Regions from separate parts of the Mus musculus genome. Here region 1 is linked to region 2. The links are chromatin contacts, called in public promoter capture Hi-C maps. All regions are on one chromosome and are shown on one strand. The core of a region is the stretch at or near the end of the contact, and the rest is flanking DNA. Distances in the headings are between cores, read along the strand shown.

Evidence for each region. Promoter capture Hi-C pulls out the DNA fragments that hold promoters and counts their contacts.
Region 1: a promoter capture Hi-C map of pre-B cells shows a contact between it and region 2, with 5 times the contacts expected there. The contact joins the promoter of Zpbp here to the promoter of Tns3 in region 2. A contact is called at or near these places in 3 of 39 promoter capture datasets (hippocampal neurons, liver and pre-B cells), 1 of 115 datasets of contacts at active chromatin or transcription factors (large pre-B cells) and 2 of 9 other capture datasets (adipose tissue and liver).

Annotation. Positions count from the first base shown.
Region 1 is chr11:11,460,849-11,466,402 of GRCm38.p6, forward strand. Zpbp (zona pellucida binding protein) reads right to left here and starts at 1,571. Exons shown (of 8, transcript NM_015785.2): 1 at 1,216-1,571. The coding sequence starts at 1,516. Spata48 (spermatogenesis associated 48) reads left to right here and starts at 2,896. Exons shown (of 9, transcript NM_001347068.1): 1 at 2,896-3,978. The coding sequence starts at 3,408.
Region 2 is chr11:8,662,785-8,667,557 of GRCm38.p6, forward strand. It overlaps Tns3 (tensin 3), which reads right to left and starts at 1,751. Exons shown (of 31, transcript NM_001083587.1): 1 at 1,695-1,751.

The DNA.
Region 1 (5,554 bases), core at 321-2,820, 2.8 Mb after region 2:
TCTCCTTTTTTGTTTTGTTATGCTTTGTTTTAGTATTACATTTTTTAATTAGGTATTTTCTTCATTTACATTTCCAATGCAATCCCAAAAGTCCTCCATACCCTCCCCCACCACTCCCCCACCCACCCACTCCCACTTCTTGGCCCTGGCGTTCCCCTGTACTGAGGCATATACAGTTTGCAAGACCAAGGGGCCTCTCTTTCCGATCCAGGAAAGCAAAGGCATCCAGGACTCAAACCCAGACTTGGAGGCAGCAGGCTAAGCGGAAGCACGGGGGAATAGTGCTTACCGACTAGCTTCCTCTGGCTTGCTCAGCCTGCTTTCTGACATTGCCTGGGACCACCTGCCCAGGGATGACACCACCTCCCAGAGGACCGGCCCCTCCCACATCAAAAGCAATTAAGAAAAATACCCCCACAGACCGCTCATACGTCAATCTGATAGTCAAATCTTCAATTGAGGTTTCCTATTCCCTGGTAACTACAGATTGTGTCAAGTTAAAAAAAAAATAAAAAACTAGTAAGCATGCCCCATTTCTTTCCTTTAACCACAGTATCCCTTTCTTCACACTTCTTCTACATCTGTATCCTTGGTTACTTTATAGTTCTCTTATTTGAATAAACTTTAACTCTGACAAATGTACCTTTAGTACATTTAGGATCTATGGGACACAGATTATTGCTAGTAAGTCTACAATTTCAACATAAAGAGAGGGAGAGGGAGAGAGACCAAACCTTGCTAGCTAAAAAGCCAATCTAGTAAGCGCTCATTTCTTTCTCCGATATATATTTTTGAAACTAGGATACGTGTTTCCAACTACACCCTGCATTTTACATCCAGAACCAACAGAGGGCGCTGCACTATCAAGGATGGTCTAAAAGCTCACTAGGTTCACAGCACAAATTCAGTACTATACAGAGCTACATAGACTCGCTCTGAAACACACGGCTGGCAATGACCCACGAACTGAAGTTTTATTAAGGCACTTTTAAAGTTCGGATAATCTCTTGGAGCAGGGCCTCCTTCACGAGCCCACAGAGGTCTTTTCTATGCAAATGTAGTTTTCAAGATTCCTACACAAAACTAGGCTCACTGGGGCTGTCCCTGCCAGAGAGGGTGTCCTTGTGTAGTCGGAGTCACGTGACACGGGGCCAACGCAATTCTCGTGAGGAGCCGCGGCAGCCAGAGCTCCCGCCATGCGGCGCCGAGCCTCACCTGCAGGGGGCGCCCGCAGCAAGGCGCAGAGCAGGACGGCGGCCAGCGACAGCGGCGAGAGCACGGAGCCCGAGGCCCCGGCCCGCCGCCGGCCCCGCGGAGCCCGGCCCGGGGCCAAGGCCTCCATCCACACGCCGCCGACGGCCGAGCCTCGGCGCAGAAGGTCGTTACCTGGCGCGCGCCCACCCGCCGCCGGAAGTTGGCAGACGGCAGGCCGGAAGGACGGACCGACGGACGCGCCACTTCCGCTCGGGTGATGTGCGGGAGGTGTGCTAGCTTGGGACCCAGCTTGGGTACACATGGGAGGCAAGAGGTCGATCCCCTAGGGGCTCCCTTGACTTCGAGGCCCCGCACCACTAAGGAAACCCTCCAGAACCTGGCTGGTCTGAGATTCCAAAGCGAGAAGAATCTTGTGTCGCAAAGTTCTAACCTTTGCCTTCCCGTGGTGTCTGTGTGCAGAGGAGAAGCCCCTCTTATTACCTTAGCAGTGGATTGAGTTTCAGCCTTTAGGTGCCTAATGGCAGCAGATCCTGAGAACGGATGACTTAATGAATGTACACCTCTCATAAACTTCCTGGCTATAGTAATGCCAATGCATGAAGTTCCTGACTGTTGTAATGCGAACGATTGTGCATTATCAGTGTGTGGGACTTAATAGAAAATGCATGCAGTGAACACCTAGGAGAAATTAAAGGTATTGCCTTAAAAAGTGGCATGATGGGAAAATGGAGGAAATAGACCTTAGATGACATTGACTTTCATGCAGTACTCGGCTTGGAAGATCATCCTCAACTTGGATTCAGGAAAACATAAAGAACCAGCTCACGGACCGTTTAGAATGAGAATGTATTTAAATTGAAAGAATCATACATCTTTTCTGCCTTTGGAAGGATTTAATGATAGTCCAACTAGGATAAAAATAAATTTTATACAAATATATAGAAACACTAGAAGCAGGCTGTTAAATGTTTTCACTTTTAATATGAAGAGATGGGTAATACGGAGTGGAGTAAAAACTTACTGACCTTCGTGTTTTGGATAAACTGTCCAGGACCTTATGCTGAAAACTTACCCATTTATTTCAACGTTATTGCTTGTTTTGTTGTATATTGCAAATTTTCAGTCATCATCATAGGTGGTCGTGGCTACATTCTGCTTATCCTTACTATCATACAATTGATCTGATTTAAATATTCTATACCTGACTCTTGTAGAAGCTTACCTTCTTTATTTAAGGAGGTGTGAGCTATTACCCTTCGGATTGTAATAATTAAACTTAGTTGCAATTTTCATGCAAAACCAAATTGTCTAGTTAAAAAACAGCTCTTAAGTGGACTGCTATGCTTATCGTTTAAAATAGATCGTTTTTTATGCTGCCATTTACTGAAATAACATAAATACCTCATTGTTTTCGTTCTAAGAATTGTGGTAACTTAAAGAAACTGCAGATAATTTAAGGCATTTAAGAATGGACTTTTACATTGGCTATGATTTATGAATTATTTTTCTTAAAAATCAGTATACTATATCTTCCTTGTTAGCGTATTTAAATTAAACATATACCAATGTTTATAATTTATTCCAACCCGAAAAGTTATTTCTAGTTTGTGTGTGTTTGTGTGTGTGTGTTTGTGTGTGTGTAGGAGAGAGAGAGAGAGAGAGAGAGAGTATATATGAAAGAGAGAGACTGTATATGTATTCACTACATCAACTTCAGTATATTCTTTCAGTTACTATCTTGCCCACAAAATATGAACATGTTAAATTTTTACATATACATGTGTGTGTGTGCATGTGTGTGTGTATTGGTTTCCTGAGCATTGGAGAAAAAGGTATAATGGAAATATTACTAGGACTTTTTTCTGTGGTTTGCCTAAAGAATTCCATTATGATGTACATAATAAGTAGTTCCGTGAGCTATGGTTCTACCTGTTGCCAAGCAGCAAAGGCTCTTTTTGTGTTTTTTTATTATTATTATTATGTCCTATTTCTATACTGGCCTATCTCCCTTTCAGCAGAAAAAAATTACCTTAAGACTTTTTAAATGACTAACATTTAGAAAATTGAATTAATTTTATGGTGGATTAATCCTAATCTTCCATTACTGGAAATATGGGTTTTTAATAGTTAAATGGTAAAAAAAAAAAAAAAAAAAAAAAACAAAGGAATTTAATTCATAATCCTCAAAACTGATGAGACAGTACATGGATATGGAGGTCAAGACCATGCCTGGGAAGATCAGTATCCCTAGAAGGTTCATCTTCTCAGAAGGAAAGGCTATTGAGCATCCAGATTACCCGCACTACAGTAACCTCTTACAGAAAATGAACATGCCCTCTGTGAAAGGACTTGAAGACAGACATAACTGTGTCAGATTTGAAAAGAAATGCAACCCTACATTTTTAAAATTTCATCCTTATCCACCTTCAGTCTTGCCGGACTATCATCTTCACTACCCCTATCCCCCACCATATGGGAGGGCATATCCATTAGCACCATTGCGTGACGATGTGCCCTTGGGTGACCCCTGCTCAGGATTTATGAGTCCTGGTGGAGATGCTAATTTAAAGCCTAATATAGGCAGAGCCATACCAAACCTGGTGAGTTTCCATGATGTGAAACCTCAAAATCGAGTTCCTAGACCAGACAAAGGATTTCAAACAACAATAAAAAGGCAAACAATACTTGCAGAAGAACTAAAACAGGATAGGAGATGGAATTCCAGGAAAGTGCCAGACATTTCCATCAAGGCAAAGCTTGGAGGTAAGTAAAGCAACATAGTTTTTATATGTTCTTCAAGTGACGCAAAGGAGAATGAGCTTGAGATTTTTTTAAATTTTAGCAGTTAAATTGACATAAAATGACTGAACAAATTATTTTCAATTGGATTTTAAGAAGGTCTTACAAGTGATACAATGTATAAATCTGCTTGTAAAACACAAATGATTTTTTTTAATTTAAGTTTAATTGGTCAACAGCAAATATATTAACAATTAATTTATTTTAATTATACAGATAACTTATTTTACAAAAGAGGGTCCATGTGTCAGGGTAAATTGTATAAAAGCTTCCTTCATTGTTTCTCTCCCTTGTAATCAATCTGCTGGTTAAAAAGTTAGATTACATGGACTGAAATTAAATGGAAAAGATTAAAGTAAATTGGATAAGAACAGGAACTAAAGAGAAGCAAACCCCTCATAAGTAGTGTTGTGCTTCCAATGGCTGAATTATTGGTGCCACTCTCATCTGTACTATGATTCTCTGGACAGAGATGCAGTGAAAAATATCTCCAAAGGAAAACCACAGCTATTTCCTGTGTAGGGAAGTGTGCATGGTAGGCAGGGAAGGTGTGATAAAAGATTAAAATCTTTGACTATAGGAAAAGGTCAGACCTTTGGCTGGGGTGCTTTGGCTTGCTACTGTGTCAGAAATTACAGAGTTCATCTTCAGCTCTCACCTAAAACCTTAGAGGATAAAGAATGACAATGTATGATGAAGGACAAGGCCACCGCATGTCTGCACAGTAGAAATGCATTCTATCTGATATTCTGCCCAGAGATGGACCATGAAAAGAGCACTCAGCGTGACTCCAGCCTCACCCTCCAACTGGTTTTAAACCTGGAAAGGCATAAGCAAAGAATGTGTTATGCTTTTCATATATCATTCAATATATGGTTGTCTTAAAACAACCATAGGAAGTTCCTGAGTTATAGAATACCTATATAGAGTATTAACAAAGTCAATAGATTTTAAGAGTTGGTTATCTGAAAATTTTATCCAGGGAAATATGCTACTGATAATCAAATACAACAAATAGTAAACACTATGTTCTTAGAGATTGAAAAGGAGCTTGAACTCATAGTTTATTACTAAGAACTCATCATTAAAAGAAATGAAGTTGGCTGAAGAGATATCTCAGTGGTTAAGAGTACGGACTGAAAAAAAAAAAAAAAAATGAGTACGGACTGCTCTTCCAGAAAATACAGGTTCAAATCCCACATGGCAGCTCACAACTGACTATAACTCCAGTTCCAGGGGACCTGACACTCTTACACCTAATCGCATAAAATTAAGTAAATAAAAATTTTAAAAGGAAAGAAAGTCTTGTATAATCACGAATACTAATCAGGTAAGCAGAAAACTCCAGTCCAATCTAATTTCAAAGGCAACATTGTCAGTTAGTTCTTAAAAGTAGTTCTCACCCTGAATTCTCACTCCAAGAGACTTTAAGCTGAAAAAAGGACTTATTAAAGGAACTAAATTACCAAAATGGTTTTTATAAGCATGGCAATAACAACTTAGAAGCAAATTTAGAATTTATCTGGAAGGTATATTTTAC
Region 2 (4,773 bases), core at 501-3,000:
GGGAAGCAGCAGCAGCAGCCAGCCTGCAGGAGCCAGGCCATAGAACTCAGACATTGTGTCCCAGAATTCCAGCTACTCCTCCACATTTCAGCTTCATAAACAGGATACTTGGCATTTCTTTGCCCATATGCAAAATGGGTGTGATAATCCCACTTCCCTCTTTCTTCCAAGAATCATTGGGTGAGATGAAATAAACAACAGGCAAAGAGTTTAGTACCACTCAGCCAGAGGTCCTTATTGCCCTCTGTCATTCTTTGGGGGGGGGGGGGGCAGTCACCATGACTTTATCGGAGGTCTGGCTTCTTACCAATTGCCCCAGTTAGTTCTCCAGGACCCAGCAAATGCACCCCCTTGTCTGTGCCCCCCTTCCCTCACATAAACACACACACGCACACACACACACACACACACACACTCCAAGTCCTGGCCTAGCCTCCTACAGCTTCCAGCTGCAGCCATCCCCGCCCCCTTCCTGGTCCTCAGCACAGAAAAGCCTTTCTTAATACTTGTTGATTGATTTGCAAATATAACCTCATAGGCCCCAAAGAGGGAAGCAACAAAATCACAAAGACAGTCAAAAATCTCTTTTAACAGGCAAAAAACTAAAAGCACTTTTAAAAAGTATTCATATGAACAGACCAAAGCCTCAAGGAAATACATCAATATGTCAAAAGGGTTAGCTCTGATGGGGTACACATTATTACTATAGTAGCTCCTGTATTCTTGGTTTGGGGTGTCGTTTTGAAGCTCTATACAGTGGAGCAGAAGGCACAACTCAAGAAACAAAATTTGGAGTGGGCTGTGACAAAGCCGAGGGCGTTCCAATCAGTTGTGGTCACCCTAGATAGTGCGGTCTGCTGGCCCCAAGCCCTGGAGGGAACTTTTTGTGTTCAGTCACGCTAGAGAGTCGGGATCACCTGCTGGCACCGGCCAGAATGCCAGTTGGGGAAGGAAGGGGTTCGGGGTCTCTTTTTGCGGCATAGACTCTCAAATCGATCCAAGCAAACGTCCCCAGGGGCAGAACACAGAACTACACAGAAACCCCGGGGCCCAGGACCCTCCCTCCTACTTGTCAGCTACAGTGCCCGCGTGCCAGGAGACACGTGCCACAGGTGGCCCCCAGGCCTGTGCCTGCACTCGTACTCCTCCGAATAGTGGGAAAAGGCGGGATGAGACCCCTGGCTCCCAAGCAACCGAAAGGAAAGGAAAAGAGGCACACAGCTCACTTGCCTGGAAAAGGCGGGAGTAAAGTCCTGAGAAGTCTCATTGCAGCCCCAAGCGGCTCCTCCGTCTTCTCTTCCCTAACTGTCTCAGGGAGCAAAGTCCGCAGGGCCGGGGCGGCGATAGTGTGGTTCCGCCCCCGCCCTCCTAGCTAGGCGCCGGGCGCCGCGACCAGGACCCTGCCGGCCCCGGAGCTCCGGCCCGCGTCGGCCCGAGGACCTGGCTGAGCCCCAGACTCCCGATCGCCGCAGACCCCCTGGTCGTCCTCAGTCCTGGATCCCAAGCGCCCTTCCCGGGTGCCCCCGCGCCTTGTCCCTACACCCTCAACTGTCTCCGCGCCCAGGTTTGGTGTCTGCTCGGCTGCAACCCAGTTCCAAGACCCCGAACGCCCAGGCTCTGGAACCTGAGCGGGGGCCCCAAACAAAGAGTGTGGCGGCGTGTGGCTGCCCCTGCCCTGCTCCCGACCCTGGTACCTGGGCGAACCCGCAGCGCGGTCCGGCGGGGCGATGGCCGAAGCGAAGCTGGGCTCCGAGCTGCTCGCGGGCGGGCCCGTCCTCCTGGCTGGCCGCCCGCGCCCGCGGCAGGGCCCCCTCGAGGCGGCTCCGGCAATCGCTACGGACCGCCCGCGCACCGGAGCCCTGCCGGTCACCTGGTCTCATCTTCCTAACAATGTCCTGCGTTTCCAGGTGCTGGACACCCGCCCCCCGCACTCACCCCCTCGGGTTCCTGACCCAAGGGATGAGCTCTTTAAAATACCCTCCCACTTCGCTGGCCTCCCTAAATACCTCGGGGGCCCCAGTATTCTATAGGCTCAACAGTTCCATGTCTACGTAAGTGCACCTGGGGAGGGAGGTTCGAGTCCCATTCCTGCAAAACCAGTTTATTGTTTCATCCAGTGTGTCTAAGTGCTGTTTCTGCCAGGAGGAAGTCCTACAATACCCTCCAGTGACTTATTATCCCGTGGGGCTCTACGTGTATCAAGCAGCAGTCTCTAAGACAGCCCAGGATGCTCCAACAGCCCCTTCAACATCCAGAATTCACCAGGCAGGAGGAGATGATGGTGCTGGGTAGAAGTCCCTTGACTTCTTAAAGTGAACCTAGCAGGAGAGAATACGGTTGAGGCTGGCAGGAACACAGGAGAAAGAAGATCTCCTGAACAGCCTTTCTCAGATGAGGACAGAGCAAGATTTCTTAAGAGATCCCCAAGATTCGGATAGCTGGGCCTCTGTGTCCATTTTCTCATTGCGATCTCCAGGGAATGATGGCATGCCATTGCATGGTCTTTCAAACACGTCTGCATAAATGAGATGGAATTTCCATCAGTTTCTAGTGGACACCAGCAGCCCTTAATATCTCTGATTCCACTCCGGGAAAACACTCCAGGTAGCTTTAAAAGAGGGTAGAAATTGTATCTATCTGCTCGGTGCAGCCACTGTCTGAGGTTACCAAAACCTGTTCAATTCTTGCCATATTGTGCCTTCAAGAAAAAGCCAGGCTTGCCAGGAATGGTGGAGAAGCTGAGCTAGGAAAGTAATATCTGGTGGATCTGTTTACAGCGCAGCCTTCACAAACACTGAGGTGAGGCCCTGGATCCTAGGCCAGGCTAGAGGCCGGGCCACACCCTGTTTCCTCTCCCCCAGGTTTGGGAAGGCTATGCCTATCTCTGAGAAATGGAGACATTGGGAGAAGGAGATGTTGCCTGAGGCAAAAGCTTCCCCAGGCCCTGAGCCCCAGGCCCTAAGGAATGAAACAAGCATTTCCCTAGCCTCTGGGAGTCCCACGGGTCATGGGTGAGGAACAGGATGCTTGTAAAGGAGCCTTTAGAGGGGATAGGGAGGAGGTCACAGTCATTCTGCTAGAAAGGGGGACAAGGCAGGAACTGTTCCTTTGCCTTTGACCTGGTAAGAAAACACCCCCAAAATCTTAACTTGACATAGGTAAACCAAGTGGTGGGGATCAGAGCACTGTAAGGTGAGGATCCAAGACTATCCAGATTCCGTGCTGTTCTCTCAGATGTTTACCAACAGCCTACTCACTCCAGCCCTCCAGTCACTGGGTTGCCTTGCTTGGTCCCAGCTGCCCGAGGGACTGCAAGAATTTCCACAAGGTGTTCCAATCACCCTCCTTAAGAGCTAATGTGGGAAAGTACTTGATAGCTCAGAATAAGGAAGACCCCAGGCAAGGCTGGGATTCTGCATCTCTGTACCAGGAGCCTCTGCTAAGATCTCCCTACTCTGTTTTCCCTACCCAAACTAAATGGTCCCAGACCCCTGTCCCTGCCCTCCCTGCGGGGATAGTTCCAGTGTGGGATAGATTCTCTAATTAGATCCTTGTTTCTAGAACAGTGAAGTGGGGGCCAGTGCACGTAATGTCCGTCCTTACGTTCAATGCTAGTGTTCAAAAATAAACTGAAAAGAGAAACTGGACCATAGTATCTTTGAGCACCCCATGTCTGGCTGCTCCATGGTCCCTGCATCTTGTCTACAGGATGAACAAAGAAAACTTTGGATGATTGACCTGGGCCTGGCTTATGCAGAGCTGAGCACCATGGGGCCTCCTCACTTCACATGCCATGACTTTATATTTCCAAAAACTTAAAACAAAAACAAGGCATGAGCAATTATCAGCCCCCCAAAAGGAGATCATGTGGGGTCCCCCCCCCAGGCTTAGCCCTCCAAAAATGTCTCAGAGTTTAAAACAAAAGTGTCAAACCAATTTAGCTAAAGAAAAGTCTGCTGAACTGGCCCCTCCCTGCGGGTTCCCCCAGCAGGAGAGAGCGCTGGTGGGTCTGGTGCTGTACCTTCCTTTCTCAGCCCCCAACCCCAACCCCTCTGGGGCCTCCTTGACTCTTCCCAACTGGAGTCTAGATCTTCTTAGTAATTTTGTCCTTGCTATGGGGACTGTCTTTACCTTGACAAAAGACTGATAGGATACATTTGTATCTCTAGATGGATGACTTAATGCGCCCCCTTTCACTGAAAAGAAATTTTGCGTTCCCTTTCACTGAAAAGTAATGTTTCCAGACCTATTGAACAGCAACAGGAAACACATGAGAGGTGGCTGCATAGCCTGCAGTGCTGTGAGGCAGCCCGGGTTTGAGTGTGAGCACACTACAAGGTTTTGCCTTCAGAGACTGCTCACTATGAGCCTTCTTCTTTTCCTTCTGCCCCACAAAGGAGCAGATCACATTTTGACAGCACAGGCTTCACACTGCACCCCCCCCCCCACAGGCTCATCTCACTTTAGCTTATTTATTTAGATTATTTTTTTAAACAGGTCCTTGCTATGCAGCCCATGCTGTTCTCATCGTTCTCTTGTCTCTGCCTCCCACCTGTTGGTGGAGCACTACAGGCTGGCCCAGCCCTTGCCTACACTGTGTCTAGAGTTTCCTACAAATCTATCATCAGTTGTATGTGTCGACCTGAAAAGGGGGAGGGATGTGCAGACTGCTGACCAAACGTTGTTTGGGGACATTTTTTTTCTTTTTTGTTTGGGGTTTTTTGAGACAGGGTTTCTCTGTGTAGCCCTTGCTGTCCTGGAACTCACTTTGTA